Linked DNA regions of Mus musculus: all the other regions are linked to region 3. The links are chromatin contacts, called in public HiChIP or PLAC-seq maps. All regions are on one chromosome and are shown on one strand. The core of a region is the stretch at or near the end of the contact, and the rest is flanking DNA. Distances in the headings are between cores, read along the strand shown. Region 1 overlaps Vangl1 (VANGL planar cell polarity 1). Region 2 has its middle 31 kb from the start of Casq2. Region 3 has its middle 17 kb from the start of Tspan2. Region 4 holds the start of Vangl1 (VANGL planar cell polarity 1).

The links. HiChIP or PLAC-seq counts read pairs in DNA pulled down with a chosen protein or histone mark.
Region 1: a contact with region 3 is called in an H3K27ac HiChIP or PLAC-seq map of embryonic stem cells, with 2.6 times the contacts expected there. The contact joins two enhancer-like sites. A contact is called at or near these places in 1 of 484 Hi-C or Micro-C datasets (embryonic stem cells), 4 of 115 datasets of contacts at active chromatin or transcription factors (embryonic stem cells and pancreatic cancer cells) and 1 of 9 other capture datasets (embryonic stem cells).
Region 2: a contact with region 3 is called in an H3K27ac HiChIP or PLAC-seq map of embryonic stem cells, with 5 times the contacts expected there. The contact joins two enhancer-like sites. A contact is called at or near these places in 2 of 484 Hi-C or Micro-C datasets (colorectal tumor organoids and embryonic fibroblasts) and 1 of 115 datasets of contacts at active chromatin or transcription factors (embryonic stem cells).
Region 4: a contact with region 3 is called in an H3K27ac HiChIP or PLAC-seq map of embryonic stem cells, with 3 times the contacts expected there. The contact joins the promoter of Vangl1 here to the enhancer-like site in region 3. A contact is called at or near these places in 6 of 39 promoter capture datasets (the 3T3-L1 cell line, cranial neural crest, liver and 1 more), 2 of 115 datasets of contacts at active chromatin or transcription factors (embryonic basal ganglia and embryonic stem cells) and 1 of 9 other capture datasets (embryonic stem cells).

Annotation. Positions count from the first base shown.
Region 1 is chr3:102,157,975-102,160,674 of GRCm38.p6, forward strand. It overlaps Vangl1 (VANGL planar cell polarity 1), which reads right to left. Exons shown (of 8, transcript NM_177545.5): 8 at 1-523. The coding sequence ends at 263. Among named protein-coding and RNA genes, the nearest start is that of Gm16160, 45 kb to the right of the region's middle. Within about 2 kb of position 1,292, at least 75 of the 459 cell types and tissues checked have an H3K27ac peak or open chromatin away from gene starts, as enhancers often do. A contact at or near this core is called in embryonic stem cells, where this site is marked.
Region 2 is chr3:102,054,024-102,056,723 of GRCm38.p6, forward strand. No RefSeq gene overlaps it. Among named protein-coding and RNA genes, the nearest start is that of Casq2, 31 kb to the right of the region's middle. Within about 2 kb of position 1,383, at least 17 of the 459 cell types and tissues checked have an H3K27ac peak or open chromatin away from gene starts, as enhancers often do. A contact at or near this core is called in embryonic stem cells, where this site is marked.
Region 3 is chr3:102,716,727-102,719,426 of GRCm38.p6, forward strand. No RefSeq gene overlaps it. Among named protein-coding and RNA genes, the nearest start is that of Tspan2, 17 kb to the right of the region's middle. Within about 2 kb of position 1,390, at least 19 of the 459 cell types and tissues checked have an H3K27ac peak or open chromatin away from gene starts, as enhancers often do. A contact at or near this core is called in embryonic stem cells, where this site is marked.
Region 4 is chr3:102,203,279-102,205,978 of GRCm38.p6, forward strand. It overlaps Vangl1 (VANGL planar cell polarity 1), which reads right to left and starts at 1,415. Exons shown (of 8, transcript NM_177545.5): 1 at 1,234-1,415. Gm16160 (a long non-coding RNA gene) reads left to right here and starts at 562. Exons shown (of 3, transcript XR_375921.3): 1 at 562-992; 2 at 2,523-2,700.

The sequences.
Region 1 (2,700 bases), core at 42-2,541, 560 kb before region 3:
CACAGAAACTCCAGGGAACAGCTTCTTCAGAAGTCCCATCTATTAAAGTCAGATGCCAACAGTCACTTGTTGGGGTGGGCATCTCCTGCTTCCTTCCAAATAAAGTGCAGATGGTCGAAGGATACTGGTCTATCCTCTGCCAGTTTGAGTCAGCATTGAAGAATTTTAAAAAATCTTTATAAAAGAACTTCCTCCTGGACATATATATATATATATATTTATATATTCTTTTGTTTTTCATAAAGCCACAAGTATAGAAATTTTAGACTGATGTCTCAGACTGTAAGCGAAGAACAAACTTGTGAGATTTAGGGTCTATGAACTCTTCTGAGAGTACAATGAATGGGATTTTCTTCACATTGACCACGAGGCTGAAGTCCAAGCATTTAAGGACGAAAACAATTCCATCCCGTAACCCGTTTGTCACAGCCTCCTCACTAATAAGTCTCCACTGTGTCGAGAGCCATCGATCCTTGTCATACTGCAAGGTGGGGCCCGCACTGAGGTATCGTTCAAGGAAAGCCTGAAAGCCAAGGAAGAACATTGGTGAAGTTACAAGGGTTGCTGTGCGTTATAGCTAGGCTCCATCTTGTTTTCCCTAGAAAATGTTACCCAACTACCCCATACCTTAGACTAGAGTTCAGCCTCTCATGCTGAAGGCCCACGAGACCCTCTCTGTAGAAGGAAGACTCCTTGGGCTTCGGAATTTTCTTTTGGCAATTTACAATCAGAGGGTGAGTTGAGGGAAGTGGATTGGCTACCACTGTTGATGTAACATGCCACCTGAAGACACGGGCACCTCTCCCTCCCTGCTAAAGCCAAGAATCCCCGAGGGCAGGCTGAGTGCCTGGAACAGAGACGTAGTCAGTGAATCCTGGGCAGACAGACAAGGACAACCGCACAGACAAAACTGCATGGCTCTACCACCTGCTGGTTGTGTGACCTTGCTCAGTCATTTGCCCGGTTCTCTCAACCTCGCCCACTGAGCTGCCAAGAGGTGCACAAAGCACTCCCAGTAGGCACACTGTGGGTGTTGTCTGTCATGCAGAACTGATGCATGTGTGGCTAGGGCTCCGTATGGCCAGACCCACGTCCCCTCTCCTGAGTGCTTGCTCCAGGGACACGACACCAAGCAGACTGAAGTTCTCTGATTCCACTACATCTTCATGTGCCATCCCTCCTGCTGAGAGCTGTCCCAGAAATCCCTCCTAGACCTTCACATCTTACACTATCCCTCAGATGGATCAACGTGTTCTTTTGCCAAAGCTCCTGAAACCCCTGGCGATGACGTCATGCCATAGTTCACTTCCTGAACTCTGCTGACTTGCTGTCTCCTCCCCTCGAGGCTTCAAACTTGTAGAAGATAAGAACTACGTCAACCCTGTCTTCCACTTTTTAAAGTATGACTTTCTAATGTGCCTGGCATGGAATTAAATACATACATCAGTTTGGTTGGGAGAAAGAATGAACTGACAATATAAATTGAAAAATACTGGCATGTAGCCATCTGGTCCTAGGCCAAGGTGAGGACCTTTTTGGGTTTCAAGCAATCCTCTTTCATAACTCCTCCACTCTGCCGGGCAGTGCAAGCAGCTGTAGCCATGGTGATAGGCACACAAGAAAGCGCTGCTGTGCTCCAGTGAAATCGGAGTCACAGAAACAGCCAACCCCTGGCTTTGACCAGTGAAACTTAATTCAAAGGTGCACCAACAGACAAGTGGTTAGGCAAATCTACATATCTGGTGGAATCGGGAGCAGCTATTCACAGTGAAAGCTGCGTGAGTCAGATCTGAGTGTATGGAATGAATGATCCAAGAAACCTTGAGTGAAGAAAGCAGGCTTCCAAAACGCAGGCGTGTCTAGTATTAAAGCATCTCTGCCTTAAAAGCTAGACTCAGACTCAGCTAAGAGAACACACGTCAGCCCGAACTGGAAGGAGTGGGGGGTGGGGGCAGAGTGCGGTTTTGTTGATAGTGTGGGGGTTCTAATTACTTTGTGTTCTCTCTGTCTCTGTCTCTCTCTCTGAGTTTGTGTGTGTGCACGCCTATGCATGCCATGGCATGTGTGTGCTGGAAAACAGTTTCCCGAGTCAGTTCTCTCCTTCCAGCATGTAGTTCTGGGGCCTGAACTCAGGCTTGGCAGCAAGCACCTTTATCCAAAGAGCCGTCTCACCAGCTCCAGTTTCGGTTTTGGTTTTGTTCTTGTTTGATTGGTTGTTTTTTTGTTTGTTTTTGTTTTGTTTCTGAGAAAGTTTCTGATAGGTAGCACAGGCTGGACCAGAATTCACTACATAGCACAGGGTGGTCTTGAATCCATAAGCCTTCTGCCTTGGCCTCCCAAGCAGTGTGATTACGGTGATAATCTACCACAGCTGGCTGAAAACATAATTTTCTACATTGGACTTTTCTTTTTTAAATAAAAATCCAAGAAAGCATACATTTAAAAAATGAAACGGGAATATATCAGACAACTTTAAGAAACCCTGGAGATAGGAAACCAGCGGTCCCTTCTCCTTGACAGAAGCTATTCCTCTGCACAAGGGGACAATAGTTTTCTATTTGCAACCTGTTGTATGTGGACTTTTGTAACAAAATATTCAAGTGTTCACCCACATTGCAACAGATGATATACCACAGCATGCTAGACACTCTTGCTTTTGTAAACGATTTCCAGTTTGAAGTTACACAGAATAATATTCTG
Region 2 (2,700 bases), core at 133-2,632, 660 kb before region 3:
AGACTGAGAGACAGAGAGACAGGGGCAGAGAGAGACAGAGACACAGAGAGAGTGACAGAGAGACAGAGAGACATGATAAAGATTGAGAGACAGAGATGGGGCAGAGAGAGACAGAGACAGAGATAGAGAGACAATGACAGAGAGACAGAGATGGAGAGACACAGAAACAGAGAATGTGGAAGCTGATGAGGATGGCCTTTTGTTAGTCCCCTCTGTGACTGTCCCCTCTGCTTTCCCTTCTGCTTGCATGCATAATTGATTGCTGACAATACAATGAACTTGGCCATTTCTGAAAAAACATTCTACCAAGATGGACAAGCTGTGCTTTCCTGAGCTTCCAAAGTTCCCTCATCAGTTCTGAGTCATCTCCCCTTTTCAGAAACCACACATTCCCAGTTTCCTGAGGTGGCTTGCTGTATTAGCTCCTGATGGCCCTTCTCCCAGTGTCGCCAACGTGTTTCCTTACAAAACTTTGCTGAGTGATGCCAGTTCCTAGGAGATGCTGTAAAAATCTTCCTTAAAAAAAAGTATTTCTTCTAGGTGTCAGAGTGCTTTCCTGCACATATATGTCTGTGTACCACATTTGGGCCTGGTGGCTGCAGAGGGAGAAGAGCAGATCCTCAAGAGTGATAGTCACAGATGTTTGTAAACTGCCACATGGGAGCAGCCAGGGCTCTTAACCTTTGAGTCATCTCTCCAGCCTCATGGTGACATTTCTTCACTCTTTAAAGGCTATCTAGGGGCTGGAGAGATGGCTCAGTGGGTAAGAGCACCCGACTGCTCTTCCGAAGGTCCAGAGTTCAAATCCCAGCAACCACATGGTGGCTCACAACCATCCGTAACAAGATCTGACTCCCTCTTCTGGTGTGTCTGAAGACAGCTACAATGTACTCACATATAATAAATAAATAAATCTTTTAAAAAAAAAAAAAAAAAAAAAAAAAAAAAAAAGGCTATCTAAAACTCTTCCCCAAAATGGGTTCTTCCCTTTCTTAAATATGGAGAAACCCAAACATCTTAACTTCGTAACAGTCTACATTCGTGAGTCTCTCCTCATAAGAGTGCAACCATCAGTGTTAACTCTAGACAGAACAGAATCGGTTAGACACTTTCCAAGAAAGAGAAAAAGACAAGCCTGCAGGCATATGACTACGGCACAGCCGTGGGGACAACCAACTTGAAATGTAAGTTTTGTCAGACAAAAAAACCACCAAGTTACTTTTCCATCTTGGTGAGAGGACCTAATGGCTGTTGCTTAAACGGGATAATCTCAAATCATCAAATCGTTTCCTCTCCTATTTTGATGGAGAGCAGTGTGTAGCAGAGCATTAGCCAGCTCTGTGCCATCATCCCACAAGGCTAGCCTTGGATAGGCTAGGAGCCAGGGAACCTCAGTGAGCTGCTTCAGGAAGTCGGTCTGGCCACCCAGGGTTCCAGTGGCTCTTGTGTGGCACTGACTGGAAGAAGCCCTTTCTTGTCCACTGGACACTGCCGTTCTCCTGGACTCCTCTTGGGAAGTAAAGGGAAGTAAATATGCCTTCTCTCCTCCCTGTTGTGGCAGCATGAACCGGCTCTATTTGAATTTTAGGCAAAGTAAGTGAGAACACTTGTCTTTTAGTAATTTCTTTTAATGAAAGTCTTGCACAGCAGCCCACACAGATGGGTAACTCTGTACATTTCACTAGAATCAAAATGCTTCTTTTTTTCATCCTATTTATATTTTCTATTTTCCAATTTAGACTTATAAATGTAGTCATTGGAGGAAAAAAAAAAAGATAACCTAAGCCTTTGGGCCTAATGTAGGTTTTTTTTTTTCTTAATTTGGTTTTTGAAAAAAAAAATAAAAAATGACATTGGTCTGACTTCTTTTGTCTGAATAAAAGCTTAAGCTCAGTGTAAAAGGGTTGCATGTGCTGAAATGTTGCCCAAGGATATATGTTATTATTCCTCCCCCCTTGACCAGCAGGGTCTCCTTCTCTTTCCCTTTCAGCCTTTTGTTTGAACAGATGGGGTTGGGGAAGCTGGGGGAAGAAAGGCATTCTGTTCTCATTAACTCTCCCCATACACAAACACAACCTGGGCTTCAGGGACTCAGGACAGAGACAGCTCCCACTCCATTGCCATTGAGACCCCAAGTAGGAGATACAAAGGAAGCCGCGCTGAGGACAGACATCACCATATCAATGCGACTGACTGCTAACCAGAGAGATGGCGTTTATGGATGGTTTCAGAAATAGACTCAAGCCAAACTAAAACAAACAAGCAAACAAAAACCCACCCGTGTCTCTGCCTAACATAGGACACAGACAATCACTATTTGAAAAAATTACCCAAATCTGAAACATATACTTTATCTCAATGTATTCCTTTCAGACATTCTTTCATTGCATATAATGATATCTTAAGAGTATGATAATAAATTGTGGAGACTGACAAAGTTATTCTATGAACTATTTGGTTATTTTACTTTATATGTGGTAGAGTTAAAAGCTCAAAGATGAAGACCTAGAGTAGTGAGAGCTCTTTAATTTCAATGTAATGTAATAAAAATTATGATTAAGGTTCTCTGTGTGAGTGATTGTGCCTATTGGAGTATTCCTGACCAAGAAAAGAGTTGCAAAAATTAAAAATATGGTCTGAATGCTGAAATCACCCCCTTTACAATCCTTCTGAAAGTCTAAGAATCCATGGTATTTTGAA
Region 3 (2,700 bases), core at 140-2,639:
AATTATGAACCTTATAAACACATTTACCCCAGCAAAATGTTTTGTGCAGGCTGGGTGCTATGTCAGACACAAGAATCCAGTCACAGAGTCGAACCTTTGTGCAGCTTAGCAACCAGCAGGCAGGTGAACAATGAACAGATAATTCACCCAGAGACACACAAAGTCCTCCTTTAGCATCCACGGGACCCAGGATCCTGCCCAGTCTGCAGGTACTCAACTCTCACATGGAAGATGCTACGGTGTTTTCATAACTATACACATTCTCCCAGACACTCCAAATCATCTTCTCACCTAATATACTGAGAATGTTGTGTCAATATTTATTATTCTTTTCTGGGGCAGGGGTTTGGGAATAATGACACAAAAAGAAAATATGTCCTTTCAGGACACAGGTTTTTAGTCAAATGTTTGCAATCCATCATTGCTTGAACCCATGAGTATAAAATCAATGCACACAGGAAGGAGGCTGACTGTAATTACAAACTGGTATGTGTTGTGATAGATGTATCAGGTGTGTTCCAGGAAAACTTACAACCCTGAAATCTGGCCAATAGCTGGGAGGAACATTTGCAGACCCCAAAGCACACTGCAGGCATGAGCAAGCACATGCAAAAACCCAGCATAAAGCATGCAGAGCCCAAGGAAGGGGAAATGGGCAAAAAGTGAAAGACCCACAATGTGAGGACTCCCCCACGTTCTGACTCAGGAGAGGCGACACCCAAAATCACTCACAAGAAACGGTCTTGCTGCAAACTGCAAGAGGATTTTTTTTTTATTCAAGAGCTCTCTCAGGCCCAGGGTCATACACCACGCAGGGGTAGAGGACCGTGGCATGCCGAGTAGCTGGGTAAGGGGGTATTTAAAGGAAGAAACCTCAACTCAAGGAAGTGGGGAGTGCATTGTTGATTAAGAGTCCCAAGGAAGTGCAAAGTCACAAGAGTCACAAGGAATACCTGGTAATTGTGCAGGGTATCTCTCAAGACAGTTTCTAAGAGCCCCTAACAATAGCACATTTGCATAGCGGGTTCCAGCAATGGTCTGGATGACTTTCTTTGAATGAACACTCTTTGAACCCAGGAAGCAGTGGGTGGAGGAATGTCGCTATTTGTTTTATGATTAGCATACCTTGGAGCAATGGATCACAGAGGTCACATTCCCAAGCCTGGGCCTAAAGGCCTAGAATTTTGTTTTTACATTATACTTTCAGAAGTCTCAGGAGACATGGAGGAGGGTGGTGGGAAGGTGTGGTGGAGAGACAACTAGTTTGGGCCTTGCAGGCTGTGGTTGGGTTCTGATTTTTTTTAAAAAGTGCAGATGCTGAAAACTAACCAGCAGTGTGAGTGTTGTGAGAGACAGTTGAGGTTTGGTCTGTTGCTGTGTATTGTAATGCTAAATTCTGTGGAAGGTCTTGGCCTAGGAGTGAATTCTCCGGTTTACAAGCTTTTGTTGTGCAAATCTTGTTCCTTGGTTTAAAACTATTGGTTAAATAAAATTGGTTATAGTCAATCACTGGAGGGATTAGAGGTAGGTGGGTTTGGAGTTATCTGCTTGGGGGGGGGGATGGGAGAGGAAGGAATGAGGAGAGACCAAGAGGAGGAGGAAGAAAATTTGAGGGAGAGGAGGAAGCTGCCAGGGGGAGAGATGGACAGTGAGCACGTGGCCAGGAGAAACAGCAAATATCTGGGGTACACCACTGTGGAGGTAGCCAGGCCAGCAGTTAGCAGAGTAGATTAGGGGAGAGCCCCCAGCAATTGTCAAAGACAAAATAAAAATAGAATAACCATAGTCTGAGTCTCATTTACTTGTAAGCTAGTCGGGGATAAGCTTAGATTGCTTCTATTACAGGAGACCTTGGGAGGTGACTGGGTCATAGATGAGAGTCCCTCACGAATGCCATCCATGCCCTCATAAGGGAACTCAACAGGGTGGCCATTCCTTCCACTGTGTTAAGCCGCAGCTGGAAAGTGCCACTATGAGACAAGAGCCTCACTAGATACCAATCTATTGGGTGCTCAATCTTGGTCTTCCTCTACAAGCCTCTCGAACAGTGGTTCTCAACCTCCCTAATGCTGCGACCCTTTAATGCAGTTCTTCATGTTGTGGTGACCTCAACCATAAAATTATTTCCTTGCTACTTCAAAACTTTAATTTTGCTACTATTATGAATTATAATGTGAATATATGCTATCTGATTCCTGTGAAAGGGTCATTCAACCCCCACATGGGGGTCAAAACCCACGGGTTGAGAACTGCTGCTCTAGAAATGTGGGCAATGACTGTTGTTGTTTACGAGCTATCTGGATCATGGTTCTTTAATGACCTTCAGTGCCATTAAAGAGCCTTAATGGAGACAGAGCCTAGGAATGGACTGAGAATAGAGAATTGGAGGCAGCTTGTTTGGGGTTCTTTGGCTATAAGTAACAATAACAGAACCTGTCTGTCTTCAATATAAAGCTAGCATATTAGAAGAAGACAGCTCACTTCAGAGAGAAGGACTGGAGAAGAGCAGGGGGCAGAGGCTGTGCCATAGCCTCAGACAGACAGGAATGATCCACTCTTGACAGAATGAATAGCACTCCAGTCCTCAGTCACTCCTCTCCAAATTCCAGTTTTCGGGGGCAGACCTGAAGGCACAGAGCGAGCTTGCCCTGCCAGCCCACTTCACTGTGGCCAGACAACACGGTTAGCCCGACGGGTTCT
Region 4 (2,700 bases), core at 165-2,664, 510 kb before region 3:
ACTGATTTAATTCAATTCTAAAAACTCTAATTAGTGGTTACATAAAATGGCTAATTATGCCTCCCTGGGCTCCGACGGTTTCTGCCATGGCACTTACAGAGCCTAGGAGCTGTGTAATCAACACGCCCACTAGAAGGAGAAGGCTAATTAGTATTGTTGATTGGTGACATAACTTATAATATTTTTTCAGCAAACCCCGTAAAACGTATAAACACGTCAGTGAAAACACTAGTCTTCACAGCTAACTTTTGGAATTCGCCTGTAAGGGCGCGCGCACTCCTGACCACAGTCCCCTCAAACGGGTTCAAACTAACGCACGCACCAACCACACAACCATGCCAATAAAGACCCCTGCCACCCCTCCATGAACTTCAGAAGGAGCTCATCTTCGCGATCTGGGCATCACACCCGGTTTGGAGACATGAAAATTGAGATTGCCCGGCTCCGACTCTCCTCTCCTCATCACTTAGCCCACCAGGCTACGGCTCCGCCCCCACTCCTGCTTCCACCACCGACGCTTTTAAATTTTTATAAAGCTTCACACTTCTCTGGGCGCGCTGCTCGGGGCAGTTCAATGGCTGCAGGATGAAATAAGGTTCGACTGGTGTCTAAGGCTGCCCGAGTGCGGCGAGGTTGCCCAGGACAGGGACTCCTCCTTTGGCTGGGACTGGCTGCTCGCCTCTGCTCCGCCCCGGCGCTTTTGAAAGTAAACTACCTGCCTGTTGCGCTCCGCGATGCGCAACTGGCCGCGCCCCCCAGGCCTCCCGGGCTGCGGTTTTGTAAGCGAAGTGAGAAACACGAGCCAGCTCCGTTCCTGTGCTGGAAAACCGGCCAGTTGACCCCGGGTCCTGGCGGGGACCCCCATCGCGTTCTGCCCTGCAAGGCGCGTCCAGCCACTGGTTGCCTCCGACACGCCGTCATTCCCTGGCCACCACCCGGCACGCGCACTCAGGGGCGCACTCCGAAGGCCAGACAAGGCAAAGAAGTCCGAGGTAGCGCAGGCTGCCCCAGGACTCCGAGCACTGGAATGGAGCGGAGAGAGCCCGGGGCAGGGATGGAAGGACCCGCGTCTCGGGGAGCTCGACCCGGAGGAACCCAGGGGTCTCCCGGTCCGAGGGCCCGGACCCCAGTCGGACTGCTGGGGAGCAGGGACACCCGCAGTTGGCCTGACCTCCCACCCAGCTCAGTCTCGAGCCGCCGCGCCGCGCCGCGCCCGCCTCTCCCGGGACTCACCCCGGCGCCGGCCCGTCGCGCTCCACGCCCGCGCTCTCGGCTGCAGCGCCCGGGCTCCGCGGCCTGCGCTGGGCTGCAGTGGAGGCACAGCCCCGCCGCGGCCGCTGGTCTCTGCTGCTTTCCGCTTCCTGTCCCGGCGCCGCCCCGCAGCCCCAGCCCAGCCCTGCTAGCCCGGCGCGGCCGCCAGCCAAGAGCTGCGAGCGCTGCGGGCCCCGCTGCCGGCCCGGCCCACCTGCAGCGGAGGGCGGGGCACGGGGACACACACACACACACACACACACACACACACACACACACACACACACACACACGGCCTGGCCAGGGACTGACATCTCCCCTCCCAAGTGGACCCACTAGCACACAGCCTAACAAATCTCATCCTGAACACACACACACACACACACACACACACACACACACACACACACACGGCCTGGCCAGGGACTGACATCTCCCCTCCCAAGTGGACCCACTAGCACACAGCCTAACAAATTTCATCCTGAATTCCTGAATACATGACGCAGGGGTTGATGTCTCTCCACCCAGCACCCCAACATACCCCCAAGATCACACACGCACGCGCACACACACACACACTTACAATTGTGCATAAAATCCAAGCCCTCATTGTTTGCCATCATTAAAAGCTCCAACCCGCATATCCACATGGCTCAAGAACCAATTTCTACCCCTCCCCCAACTCATACATTTTTCAGCACACATAATACACTTAAACTCCAATGTAGCTCAAGAGATGACCCAGCCCGTAACCACCAACGCCCACAGTCCTACAGCAGCTTCTCCCCGCTCCTCTTCTACCAGAGCAGACATGCCTGCCTACTGGAAACTACCAGGAGAGCGCATCTCTGAAGGCAGGGAGCCAAAAGTTCCAGACCGATTGAGACCACTTCCCTCGCTAAGCTTCCTTTCCCTGTCTGGATAGTGGTGAGGACTCTAATGTCCTTGAAGGGTTGAAATTCTAGTATTAGAAAGTGCAGAACAGTTGGCAACTGTTTTTGTGAATATTCTCACCCTTCTTTCTTAGTCGTCATAGAATCCATGCCCAGAATGACAGATCTATAGCTGCCATGACAAAATGCTCCCGCGAAGGCACGCACAGCGGGAAGTGCTGAATCTGCAGTTTGTTTGCAGGAATGCTGGGGGTGATTTGCCTTGCGAAAATGCAGGCTCTTTGTGAAGTAGCCTTGTTTGGGAACCTGTAGCCTCAGGAAGTCCTTACTGTCTGCTTTTTCCTAACTCCTCTATATTCCATTTTCTCCACCATCCAGGCCACGTCCTTCTAAGTACACCCAGATGTTCACGGTGGCAGGACGATGTTCCACACTCCTAGCCTCCAGACTCCAATGACCCCACCATCTGCATGTACCTGAACTGCAGCCTCTAAATGACTCCGGAGAGCAGATCTAGAGTCCAGCATCCCGTTTCCTCGGGTAAATCCAGCTGTCT